Linked DNA regions of Mus musculus: region 1 is linked to region 2. The links are chromatin contacts, called in public Hi-C maps. All regions are on one chromosome and are shown on one strand. The core of a region is the stretch at or near the end of the contact, and the rest is flanking DNA. Distances in the headings are between cores, read along the strand shown. Region 1 overlaps Txndc11 (thioredoxin domain containing 11). Region 2 overlaps Clec16a (C-type lectin domain family 16, member A).

Region 1 (6,766 bases), core at 3,423-5,922, 520 kb after region 2:
TCTAAGGAAGAGAACTCGATGGCTGGGGCTGTCAAGACATTCTGTTCAGAGCCAGTAAAGCTTGCCATGCCCCGGGATATGGTCCTGCAACATGCAGTGTAGTAGCTGAAAGGGCTATAGGAGGTTAAAAAATTGCTGCATTCTATGCTGCCCGACACCACATGATAAAAAGTCTGCTCCTTGAGGTAGAAAGAATCCAGAGCGGCTGCCATCTCGAAGAAGCTGCACTGTGGCACACTCACTGAGCTAGGCCTGGTACCACCCACTGTCTGGTTGACACACAGCTCACAGACATTGTGAGTCCTGGAGAGGGCTGGCCCCTGTGGCAGCACCACCGTGTTACAGCAGGGGGATGCTGCCATCAGCTGAGTATCAGGCAGTGAAGCTGGCAGCTCTGGTGCCAGGGACTGGAGCACAGGTGCCTCTACCCGCCGCAGGTGCTGAAGGAGGCGCTCTACCACCTGGTCCCCATGACAGTTATTGTATTCCAAGGCCACTTCGGTGATCTGAAAGACAGAGCAGAAGTGGTAAGAGGCCCAAATTTTATGGATGTGGAAAATGGCAGCTCTGCTGCTTGGATGGCATCCCTGAGTCACAGGCAGGAGAGAAGTAGTCACGACAAACTTTTGTTGTTGTTGTCTTGTTTTTAGTTATTTGAGACAGGGTTTCTCTACAGACAGTTCTCTACAGAGCGGCATATCTACATATCTCAAATTTACAGAGATATGTCTGCCTCTGCCTCCCAAGTGCTGGGATTAAAGAAATGCACTACCACTGCCCAGCTCACACCAGACTCTTAATACAGGAGTCTTGAGTTATTTTTTTACAACATTCCCCTCTGAACATTGTGTGGTTCAGCGCACAATGAACCACTACTTTGAGTCAGAAGGTTCTAGAGATACCTGCCCACCATAGATAGATAAAGTCCAGCAGGCAAAACTGTTCAGATCAGGAATGTATCCCGACAGAAAGAAATGGAGCCCTCTTGCCTCTCAGGTGAGCATTCTTTCTTTATACCTTTAACATTCTCCAATGCTGTCATTTTTCTCTAGTCCTCAGTAAGTCTGAAAACTTCTCAAACACATTGGACATTTAAGTAAATTTACAGCATATATTCTTCCAAATACATCCATGCCACACAGGAGATCACCAACCACCCTGCTCCCAATAGTCCACACCCATCTTTCCTTTCTAGAGCATCTCTCCCCTCCTTGGACCACAGTTGCTAGGTTTTAGCCTCAAGCTAGAAACCAGCTAGTCCTCTATTCCTGCCCAGTCTTCTCAGGCCACACCCTCCTTTTTCTTAACTCCTGAACCACTTTACTTTCAAGTTTAAGGCCATCTTCAGCTACTTAGTGAGTTCAAAGCCCGTGAGACTGTCTCAAACAAAAAGTCTATCAGTATGTATGAACCATTTAATGAATAATTTTCCACTTATATAACTTCTATAACAGTATTTATAGAAGATTAGTTCAAAACATATTTACAGACTAATTCTTAGAATAAAAAGACACTTTAGAAGGTAAACTAGATGTTTTAAATGACCCCTGACCCATATAAACATCATTATCTTTTTGGACAAGATTCTTGACAGCACATGTGCCAATTCCCAAAGACTACTCAGAGTAGAAAACAAGTCAAAGGGGTTTTGGAGGCGGAGACAAGTGCTTCCTTTAGCATGTTGCATAATATACAGCATGGTGTCTCAAGAATGCTCTTAGGGACATGAGGGGCTGGTGTTCCTGGTGTCAAGATGTATGTTTTCTTTGTGTGTACACATGCAGGATGGAGTGTGCATTCGTGGAGAACATGTGTAAGGCAGCTGGCACTCCTAGGCTTGGTGTAGCCACCACCTGGTCACTTCTGGACTACACAAAGCCTACAACTGTTACTAGCATCCTTGCCTAGTATGCCCTCAGGTGTGTAAGTGCTTTTAAGTGTCTGCCCAGACCTAGGCCCACAATGGCAATGGAAAACAAAGCTACCTGAGTTCCCTCCTTACCCGGTGTGCCTGCTTCCTTCTAAGCCTCTCCTGCCCTCTTCTTCCACTTCCTGACCCTGGCCTAGCTGAGCCTGACTGTCCTCTGCCTGAGTTATAAGCAGATTCTTGATTCTAGATTAGACCATCTTCTGAGACCAGATGCCAGTGTTTGCCACATACTTCCTCTCCCATGAGCTCCCAGTACTCAATGAACACTGGCCAGGCTGACCTGTCACGTGGAGGGAAAGTGCTGAGCAGATGCTGCTTGTCGCAGAAATGCATAATATTAAGGACCATACCAGCCATATGTGGAGGGGAGGTGACAGACTCCACCTACCTCAGAGCACCCATAAGAGCTTGGGGAATGGAGTCACAGGTGAAACTGAATTTTTTTTTTTTAAAGCCTGTTAGTAGATTATAGAAACAGAAGGTGTAGGGACATGATCATCTGAGAACATGAGGCTAGAAGCAAAGCCTCCCTTTGGTGCCAAATTTAACCTCAGCCCTCTGAAGTGAGGGACTAGACTCCTGCCAACATTGCCCTGCACCCTGCATGCTCAAGTCAAGTCACGTCTCAAAAGTTAAAGTAAAAACCTCCAAAGACCTTGTCAACTCTTAATCTAGATGGTACAGAGGCCTGGGCATGGAAAGAGCTTCTTGGACCATAAAGCATTCATGCAGTGCACACTTTGTAAAGAATGGAGCCTTGAGTCCCACTTCAGTTCAGTGGGAGGAACAGAGCCGCTTCACTTCTCTCTACTTTTCCTTTAAAGCCAGGCTGTGCAGCCATTAGAAAGCTCCCAGTCGGGATGGCAACTTGAAACAAATGCTGGAGAACAGCATGGCGAGCCTGGCTAGTGACTTCCTCCCCAGCTTCCAGAGCAGTGCTGAGAGGCCCAGGGACAGGCACTGTCTGCTTCGCCTGGGCTGTGTTACAGTGATTCAGATTATAGTTTGGGCCAATTAAGGGATCCTTGAAGGAAAGAAAAAAAAGCCTAGTAAATCCAATTTAGCAATCCCAGGCTCTCTGCTGATTGCTATTGCTCCCTCTAAGTGCCTCCAAATGATTCACGTGTAAAATGAACTCATGTCTAGAGAGAACGGATATCCCAGAAAGCAAGGCAGGAGGGAGGGAAGACTCCAGGCAGGGCAGCTGTCTCTGGAAACCTGCCTATAAGGTTTAGAGAAAGACACACATCATCAGTGCAGCTGTGCCTGGCGAGGTCCCCAAAAGTGGCAGGCCCTAGGCTTTACCAGCTTGCCTGAGCTCCCATCGCCCCTCAACAGGAAGGTCAGTGCAGCCATCTGAAGAAGTGCTGTTTACTAGGTCTCTGGGGAAACAAGTTCATTTCCCTTCTCTGCTATTCACCCCAGACTGGAGCAACGAATAGACAAGAGAAGCTGGGGAATCCCGGTCCCAGGCAAAAGCCACTGAGCCCCAGCAACTATTCCTGATGACTCCTTGTGATGATGGATTAGTTAGTGCCCTTTAACGTGGAAGGAGATCTATTGACAGGTGTCAGAATCACTAGGCCTCTTACCTCATCTAGAAGAGGATGTCTCTCGGCTAGGGGATCAAACGGTATGAACAGGAAGAGTGCTGGTCCTTTCTTCAGCTCATTGTTCAACAGCAGACTCTTGCCTCCATGAGGCTGTAGCCATCGGAAGAGGGTCTCCTGGTTTTCTGAGGCCCACTTATAGATGTTCTCAGCTGTGAAGTTCATGACTTCCCTGGGGAAGACCTGCCAAGGACAAATATAACAGAATAATGTAGAGGTGTGTTAGACAAGGCAGAGCGAAAGACTAGTACCGCACTCCAGAGGCCGGGTCAAGCTGCACTGTAAGGGAGGAAAAGGCACCCAGAGGCCATGACTACGGGCCATAAAGCCAACACTTAGCCCACCTCTCCACACAGTCTCAACAAGTGGGCTGAAAGCCACCATGGGAGCAAGAGGTGACTTTCATATCACTGGGTTCACCTTTTGTCCCCTGAGAGACTCAACTATCCAGACACTCTCCCTGTCTTCAGGTGGCTGTAATGACCTCTAAACACCCTAAGGAGAGTTACAGAGCACCACGTGGTGTTTATAATAATCTAGGTCCATTGTCTATTGTTACAGGATGTTATATCTTAATCTTAGCTTGTCAGATTCTGTCCCAGAGGCCAGAGTGAAGCATCCACTAGGCAGAAGCTCTAAAGGCTTTGTTCGAGGTCACCCCAGCAGCTGGACACATTCCTGGCATTGAACAGGGATTCAGCAGAGTGACCTGAGTTTACACGGGCTGTAGATCACATCATGTGTAGCAGGAAAGAGACACTTGGAGGCGTTTTCCCTTTGGGTTTTGTTGTTGTTGTTTGTAATATAAAAGTACTTTTGAAAGACACTTGATATAAATCACAAGTTTCAAACAATTTCCAGAGTGGTACTTTGGAAAGTTTCACAAAATGAAGCGTTGGGAACACTAGAATGGAGACCTAAGTGACTTCACATGAATGTGCCTACTGCTTTTTAAGACTCTAACCTTCCAATAATACTTCATTTGATAAAAGATATATGCTGGTAAACACTGCCCAGAACTACTGCCCAGTTCTCCTTTTCCCCCTTACTCTTCTGCAGTGTTCTGTGCTATAAATACACGTCGGCTAAAACGATGGTGTGAGAAAATGAGAGCTAGCAAAGCAGAGGAAGTAAAAAGTGAGACAGGCACAAGGAGAGTGGGCAGGCTGTGGAGAGGCAGCCAGCAGCAATGCTCAGAGGAGGACAGTGGGGGTTTAAAACATTTCTATTTGGAAAACACAAAAATACATTTTAACAGAATATGAATACCAAGAAAAAAAGCACAATATCTGTGAGCTCTAAGAATTAGACAGATGCTAAAATGACTGGCAAGCAAGGGCAATCCCTATTGAGTTTTCGACAGCATCTAGAAAGACCTGAAGAAATCTCCACTGAAACCAAATACCAGTGATCCTGTCAGCAATGAAAACACTTCAGAGGACCATCCAGAGGGCTCAGTGGATAAAGGCACTTGCTGCCAAGTCTGACAACCTGAGTTCCATTCCTACGACATTTGTGGTAGAAGAAAATGAACTCCTACAAATTGTCCTTGGACCCGTGGCGTGTGTGAGACGAAATAAATATAATTAAAAATAAAATACTTCAGAAAATATCCTGTCAGCAACGACTATTTAAGTAGCAAGAACACAGTTGTGAAGCTCAATGCTCAGAGTGGGTGAGTGGCAGCAGGCTCAGCACAAAGGCAAAGGAAGTCAGGAGACAAAGGAGACGGTGAGAACCAGGTCCTCTGAGGTGAGAAGCTATCAGCTCCTCACTGTGTCTTGACAACAACTTCAACACTGCACTATTAGTGCAGGGATAAGCTGCTCATGCCCCTGCACGTCATACAAGAACACACGAACAATACTGCCCAGTAGACGCTCATCTCAGAGATCATGCACCTAGAGTGAGAGATCACCACTGAGTAGCCGCAGCTTCACTCAAGAAGGGCAACAACCCAGCAAAGCTATTCCAGACTCTAAAATCTAAGCAAACAGGTTCTAGACAGCACAGTTAAGAGTCCTCTAAGGCACGGATCTTAATCAGGACTAGGTTCTAGAGTGGGCTTACAGGAATTCTCAATTTGTACATGAAATCACATGTTCTTTCCGAGGGAGAGGCTCATACATTTCATCCAGTTCTTAATTGAGTCTGTGACCTACTAAGGTTAAGAACCGCTGCGCTAATACAAATGTGATTTTAAAATACTTACAAGTGATGTGTTGAAATGTCTATGTAAATACACACTTCCAGAGTGCACTAAGGATACCAGTCTCGCAAGGTGTTTATCTGTGATAACCCCAAATCGCACTGTTCCTAGGTAATCTGAAACAGAAAATGTTCCTTTATTAAATAAGAGAGGGCCCAGGCCTTACAACAACACAAACCCACTGATCCAGTCCTAATGCACCAGCCCCGAGAGCACGGCTGTTGCTTGCTAACCTGGCCTGGCCCTGGAAGGAGCAGTTGCAGAAGCTAGACCCTTCCCTCGCAGTCAGCCGGGGTGAGGAGACTGCCACATGACATCCACCTGCAGCTATCTGACTGTCCGCCTAGCCACCCTGTTTTCCTTGCTCACACAAGCCTATCTCTGGGGAGGCACACGCTGCTGTCTCTGAGCACATCCAGCTCCTCGCCTTACTCATTGTGCGCTCACTTTCCCCCACTACCTGCCTAGTATCAAGTATTCAGGGGAGGGAAGTTTTGGGGAGATGGCGGGACTTTCTTCTTACTTTGATGGTACCTGTAAGTACCTATGTTGTCTTATTCATTTATTTACATCTTACTTTATCCAAATTCCTCTTAGGAATTTAAGTTCTTATTTATTGCTGCTACCCTAGTTGGATGAAGACGACTCTAAACTTCTGACCCTCCTGCCTCCACCTTCCCAATACTTGATTAAAGGAATGTGTCCCCACAAGCAGTTTATAGGGTGCTGGGGAGCAAACCCAGGGTTTTATGCATGTTAGGCAAGCACTCTACCAACTGAGCAGCATCGCATGCCACTAACTATATGTGAAATGAGTGAATCTAGCATATACAAACAACTCACACAAATTGACAATAAAAAAAATGATTGAAATGTGCACACCACAGAAAGGGAATGGACCTGGATAATCATTACATCAAAAAGTACCCAATCTCACTCTGAGGAAAGCAAAATAATACCACTTTTGACCTTCAAACTGAGCCTGAAATGTAAGGCATGGGGAATATAGAGTATCAA
Region 2 (6,361 bases), core at 2,128-4,627:
TCTGCTGTTCCTGCATGTGACTCGCCCTGATCTATATTGTTATTAAATGAACCTGACTGTGGGCATCTAGGTGCTTTCCAGGTTCTCACTATTACGCTATTACAGGGAGGCATTGCACAGATGCTACTGTTGCCTCTTTGTTTGGTGACCTAAGTAACAGAGGCCCAAGAGACTGAGATTACTTACTGACTCCCAGGTTTATTATAACAGAATACCACAGAATGTCAGCCACAGTGAGGGGGTAGTAGAAAAATCCCAGCCACACAGTGGGCCCCTTTACTGATCCCTAACCCCCCACAGAACCTTGTAGAGGACTTAAAAAAGCCCCTGTGAGGAGCAGATGAACCTTGTGGCTGTCTCAGGTGTAGAATGTAGCCAGACTTTCTTCACACACCTTAAGCTGCTAGCTTTTGTGCCATTTGTGGCCCAGAAGCAACTGGCCTATAAATACAGAACTTACTGAGATGTCCTAATTTCCTCCTCCTGTTCCCATTGCCAGATCACAAGTGTTCCAGTTGTCAGAAGCACCTAAGTATTATGTTACATGGTAAATCACAGGTGGATAAGTAAGTTGGGGACAGTTTTAACAGCAAAGAGGGGGAGGTAGTGTGGCTATGACAACATTCAGACGCAGTGATGAGAGAGACCAGACACTGACAGCCTCATCCTGTTTCTATGACAACACTCAGATGCAGTGATGAGTGCGAGGCCAGACACTGATACCCTCATCCTGTCTGGCTCCTCTGTGTAAGGTTCACAAGCAGGTGCACAAGTCTATAGAGATGGGGTTGGAGTGGTTCCCTGCCTTGAGAGAAGATGCTGACAGGGCAGGGGTATGAACAAGCTTCCGAAGGAACTGCAGATACACCGGGCCTTAACTGAGTGGGGCCTGCACAGCATACATCTGTATCTATGTCCCATAAGCAGACACCTGAGGCTCACATGCTTGAGTGTTAAATGTGTGTGTGCAGGAGCTTGAGGTTCTATACAGTGCCATTTCCACATATAGCAAGCTTACCTGGAGCACTTGTGACCATGACTTACTTAACAATGTATTCAAGATTTTTAGGGCCCCACCCACTCTCCTGGCCTCTCTTGGAGCTGGCCCCAAGAGCTGCCTCAGGTATCAGAGACACGAGGGCAGTCTGGCTGCATTATCTTTCACCATGATGATCTCTAGGGTTGGTTTAGCTGATCTTGCTGGCTAGGTTCGTTCACTATCTTGGGTGTATTCCTTCATAAGGTATATGCTCTGTTGACATTGCCAACCTCCCCGACAGAGGTCAGAGGTGTGAGTAGTGCTGTTCCCCTTAGAACCAGGTTAGTGTTGGGTAGTTAGGACCTGAGGTGGTTAACCTGATGCTAGACACATGGTGGGGATAAAGGGACTCTTATGAGATTGTCAGTAGATAGAGATTAGAGACACATGCAGCCCTTTCTGGCATTCTGGCATGGTAATGTCTTCTGATGGCCATGTGGGCTAGCAGTGAACAGAAAACATGCTTGAGTCTGTCTCTTTGGGTTCACAAAGGAGGCCACAGGCTTCTCCCTGGAAGGGCTGGTGGGCCTGCGTAGTGTGTGGTTTCTTAGACAGGTAAAGGTTAAGCCGCTCTTTGTTGCTCACTGGTTGAGTTGTGCTTGTTACTCGGCGGCCTGTGCTGGCATTTCCTCCAGCCCGAGCTCACCGGTTGCACTTTGTGTTCTCTCTCCTAGATTATTTGCTGTCTAATAACTATGTAAACTCGATCATTGTCCATAAATTTGACTTTTCCGACGAGGAGATCATGGCGTATTACATATCGTTCCTGAAAACGCTTTCATTAAAGCTCAACAACCACACTGTCCATTTCTTTTACAATGAGGTGAGTGGCGCCCAGCAAGTGTATGTGTCAAGCTAGTCCAAGCGTGGAGGCCTTTGCTCTACAAAGCACTTTCCTAAGCACAGACTTTGGCATACTTAAATAAAATTTTTTGTTTTAAAATATGTGGTGTGTGTGTGTGTGTGTGTGTGTGTGTGCGTGTGCGTGCACAGGGGCATGTGTTCAAGTGTGTACATGTGTGTTCTGGGTTTGTGGGGCCAAGCAAGGGCTATAAAATTCCTACTTTGTCCCTCTCTGGTTTGTTCTTTTGGATCTCTTCCTGGACCAGGAGCTTGTTTGCATTTTGCAGGTAGGCTGGCAGCCAGCAAACCTCGTTTGCCTCCATGGTGGGGTTAGAGGCATGCCAGGCCAGGCCAGGCTTGTTAGGTGAGTGCTGGGACTGGCATTCTGGTCCTCAGAACTGGTTAGGAGGCGTTTTCAACCGCTGAATCCCACAAACTTTTTTCTTTTTTCTTCTTTTCCTTTTGATTTTTGAGACAGGGTTTCTCTGTGTAACCTCTGCTGTCTAGGCACTCATGCTGTAGACCAGGCTGGCCTCAAACTCATGGAGAACCACCTGCCCCTGTTCCCGAGTGCTGGGACTAAAGGTGTGCACCACCACACCTGACACAAACTTTTTTCTTTAATTGAACAAATTTTCTTGCTATTTTAATGTAAACTTCAGGTTAACTTGGCAGGGAGGAAAATGTCCAGAGGTTACCTTGTTGGAAACAGCAGAAACTCCATTTAGGTACAGCTTTTCTGCTCCTTGCAGTGTGACAAGAGAACTTCCAGGCCTCTCTGAGCCCCCTCCTTTGAGAAATGAGGTGAAACTATATACCTGGCTCTGGGTTTCAGGGACTCACTAGATGAGATTCCATCTTCAGAGTTGTGAGAAGTGATAAACTGGCACAGCTGTCCTTGAGGGGTCAGGTCCCTCACAGTCCTGGGAGAGCTACTCTTATAGCGCCAAGGAGCTTGAGATTAAGGTCAGTTTAGCTCACATGCTTAAAGTACAAATGGCAGCTGCGCTCTGCCTCACTGTAGGAAGGGCCCAGGGTTTTCCAGCTTCCTGCTCAGTAACTGCAGCTGGCATCTGCTCAAGGCTTGGTTCCATGTGGCCGTGTGATTGCCGATGCTCCAGATATCACTCAATCACATGCTGTTGTCAGAATTTCTGATACCATTTCCTCTCTCGTATCCCTTCTGAGAGAACTTTCTCAGAAAAGTCTGAGAATTCGCCCTCAGACTTCTCCCCATGTCCCACTGATTAGAGTTGCACCAGTCTCTTCAGTGTGTTGGACTTCAGGCTTGGCTGACTAGAGCTATTTTACTCAGTGCCCCAAGAGGCTGATGTCCTCTGGAGGCTGGAATGTGGCTGGAGGGTCTGCTTCACTGTCGTGGTGGTTAGCTGAATCTGGTTGTGCGTGGGAGACCACAGCTCCTGTTCAGGGGCCTCTTCCCAGGGCTGACCAGCATCCTTCCAGCCAACTTCCCTAGAGTGAGTCACCCAGCAGACCACGGTAAGCAGTGATGCCATCCATGCCAGCCTCGTGCCACTCACACTCACTCACTCACATACACTTACTCCTAGCATACTCTTTGGTCACACAGGCATGATCTGCCTCTGTGGGCGGATCCAGCATGAGTGTGACACAGGTGGTGAACATGTTTGGGGACTGCCTTGGAAGCTAGATGTCATACAGCCAGCTGCATGTCATTTGTGTGGCAGATATCACCTGAGTGGTTGTCCCACATGCTCAAAGCCTGTTTTTGAAGTCAGACCACAATCCCAAACTTTCTGAGTTTGGGCAAAAACCATCAACTCTTGTTGTATGGCAACAGTGAACCTTGATTTTCATGATTCATTAGTCTCTCAGAAGAAAATGCTAGCCAAGGGCCAAAAACATGAATGCACTTGAGAAAATAACATGATAGACTCCTGTCCCTGCCACATAGTAGGTGCTTGATAAACATGTCCAGGGAACAGCTTTCACCCAAAGGCTCTCCCATGTGGAAGAAAACCCAGACCAGAGTGAGGGACAGAGTATTTTTTGCTCAGGTGCCTTCTGAGTCGTAGTGGGAGGGCAGAAGTCATGGGTCTGGAAGAGCTGGACATCCCAGAAGCCTTGAGGATTTTTTGGTTTTTGTCTGTGTTTGTCTGAGCCAGATTAGTAGTTTCCACTTTTTAGATTCATACTTGATTGCTGGTCCTCAAAATGGAATTGCCCTTATAATTGCCCTGTTGTTATTTTGTGTATCCTGCTCCATTCCAGGAAGGGCTAGCTTAGAGGATCTCTGTCTACCATCCCCTCTCCTGAGCCACTCACACAGACTGGGTCCCTGAACGATATAGGAACATTGGCCACAGGAGGACAGCAAAGTACACTGCCAGGGCATTTTTGCTCCATCCTCTCAGGCTAAGGCAGTGTGAGTCTTGTTCTGAACCATTTAATTGTTTCTCTTTGTCCCCTTTTAACAGCAGAAGACTCCTAAGACCCTCTGCCTCCCTGATAATGCTACACTTTTAGTATTTCCAAATGGAGAATGGTATAACAGCCAAGACATGCTTGAACCTACTCCAACTTGGTCTTTAATCAACCAGGTCTGACGTAAATAACTAGCACTATTCTCCATGCACTGTAGATGCCAAGGACTAGGCAGAGCACTGGACCAGAAATGACCTCATTTCGTCCCAGAGGCCAGAGAGTGTGTGCTAGTACCCCAGTTTTATAGGTGAAGAAGTGGACTCAGAAATACCTCCTCATACAGCTGAACATGTAGGCCAGGTCAGACATTCTGTGTACATTTTCTCTTCCCTGGCTTCCTCACCTCCCATCATGGTGACATCTGGTGTGTTTTACTTTGGTTTTGTTCTGTTTTATCACAGTCTGACACATTTCAGAAAGCTTTGGGAGCAGGTCTGTCTTTGGATTTGTAACTTTTGGAACCATTTTTTGTTTTAGCACACCAATGACTTTGCCCTGTACACAGAAGCCATCAAGTTCTTCAATCATCCCGAAAGCATGGTTCGAATTGCCGTGAGAACCATCACTTTGAATGTCTACAAAGGTAAGTTTCCTCGTGCACTTGGGCTTCAGGTCGTAAGCCAAGTGCTGGCTCCCAAGCTCACAAACACAGTTCCAAGTTACTGGAGACCTTGCCTAGTATGAGCAGTGGCTGCTTGTCTGACAGAGATTTGCAGGCATATCACTGTTCCTTGTGGAAATCTTTGAGCTGTATACTCTAGCATTGTTCCCTGCTGCTGCCCCACCTTAGTCTATCCCAAGAAGTCTTTGAGGGGTTGGAGTGGCCATAAGCTAATTAGATAAAGCAAAACTGTCTTGAAAATTTTAGCTTTAAATTTTTGTGTTTTGGCTTATAAAATACGCTGTTACAGTTATTTGTTTTATAGTTTATCTTTAAATATGCATGAGAGCATTTCACATCACAAGCAGCAGGAGGCAGTATTGTATTCCCAGCCAGCCACCAAGGCCAGTATTAACAACAGTCCTTCCTTTCTCTCAGATGTATGTAATGCTCCATCCTGTGTCCAGTGGAGAGTCTTTCCACAAGGCCTGCCGGTGCTGGCACACAGGCTGCCTGCCTGCCTGCAAGGTTTTGGAGCTGGAACTGGCCCTCTTAAGACAATTCCTAAAGGCTAATTAATTTCCTTGTGGAAACCACAGTGAAGCTGGGCCTCTAGTTTCTTGGCCATTCAAGGGCTTTGACTTTCATGAGTCAAGGTGGTATTACTTGAGATGCAATACCAGTTGAGGGCCAGGGAAGGTCACCTTAAATTTAATTTAAGAGCTTTTTCTCAGAGCCTAATTTGGTCCAGCCAGAGATTGCAAAATGAGAGCCTGTAGACACAAACCATCCCTCAGACACATTTCAGTTGGCTCAGATGGAAAAAAAAATATACAGAACATCCAGGAATACCTTGTCTCTAAAAAGAAAGTGTGCGTGTGTGTTTGCTTTAAAATATAAAAATTTGGAGTTTTTACACTGTGCATTTCTGACTTGAAGATGTGCATTTGGGTATTCAGGGCCCACACTCCCATGGGGAATTAAGTGGTCAAAGGCTGAGAAGCAATCGTTGCTAGGGCTCCAACCCCCTAATTTGCTCTCCCAGCCTTCAGACTTGGTTCGCTGTGCAGCCATTGACCTGGCAGACTTCTGAGTTTGCAGCCTTGGCCATGCATAGTTGGTTCCACTGTCCTATGCTCTGTTTTCTCTTGCTCTCTTCTAACTGTGTCTTTTGGTTTAGATGCCTCCTGACTAGGCTTTGTCCTTCTGGGCCGCTGTCTCACCTTCCCAGTTCCTAACCCTGTTAACTGTTGTCTGTTTTTGCCTTTCCTCCAATGCCGATTCCTGTTCCTTATTCCAGTGTCATGTAAGTTATTAACCTCTGGTTTTCCTCTTTCTGAGCTTGCCTTACAAGTAAATGCAGGAGAGTTGGTTTGAGAGTGCTGCGTTCTCAGTTTAGTCAGGCCTTGCCC

Evidence for each region. Hi-C and Micro-C count contacts between places; a contact is called where the count stands out from the background.
Region 1: a contact with region 2 is called in a Hi-C map of bone marrow-derived macrophages, with 18 read pairs. The contact joins two enhancer-like sites. A contact is called at or near these places in 2 of 15 datasets of contacts at CTCF or cohesin (large pre-B cells and pro-B cells), 8 of 484 Hi-C or Micro-C datasets (B cells, CD8 T cells, bone marrow-derived macrophages and 4 more) and 2 of 115 datasets of contacts at active chromatin or transcription factors (epiblast stem cells and large pre-B cells).

The regions. Positions count from the first base shown.
Region 1 is chr16:11,088,064-11,094,829 of GRCm38.p6, forward strand. It overlaps Txndc11 (thioredoxin domain containing 11), which reads right to left. Exons shown (of 12, transcript NM_029582.2): 6 at 5,753-5,865; 7 at 3,523-3,723; 8 at 1-506. Among named protein-coding and RNA genes, the nearest start is that of Snn, 25 kb to the left of the region's middle. Within about 2 kb of position 4,673, at least 50 of the 459 cell types and tissues checked have an H3K27ac peak or open chromatin away from gene starts, as enhancers often do. A contact at or near this core is called in bone marrow-derived macrophages, where this site is marked.
Region 2 is chr16:10,566,669-10,573,029 of GRCm38.p6, forward strand. Clec16a (C-type lectin domain family 16, member A) reads left to right here. Exons shown (of 23, transcript NM_001204229.1): 4 at 1,714-1,862; 5 at 4,826-4,931. Among named protein-coding and RNA genes, the nearest start is that of Clec16a, 25 kb to the left of the region's middle. Within about 2 kb of position 3,378, at least 39 of the 459 cell types and tissues checked have an H3K27ac peak or open chromatin away from gene starts, as enhancers often do. A contact at or near this core is called in bone marrow-derived macrophages, where this site is marked.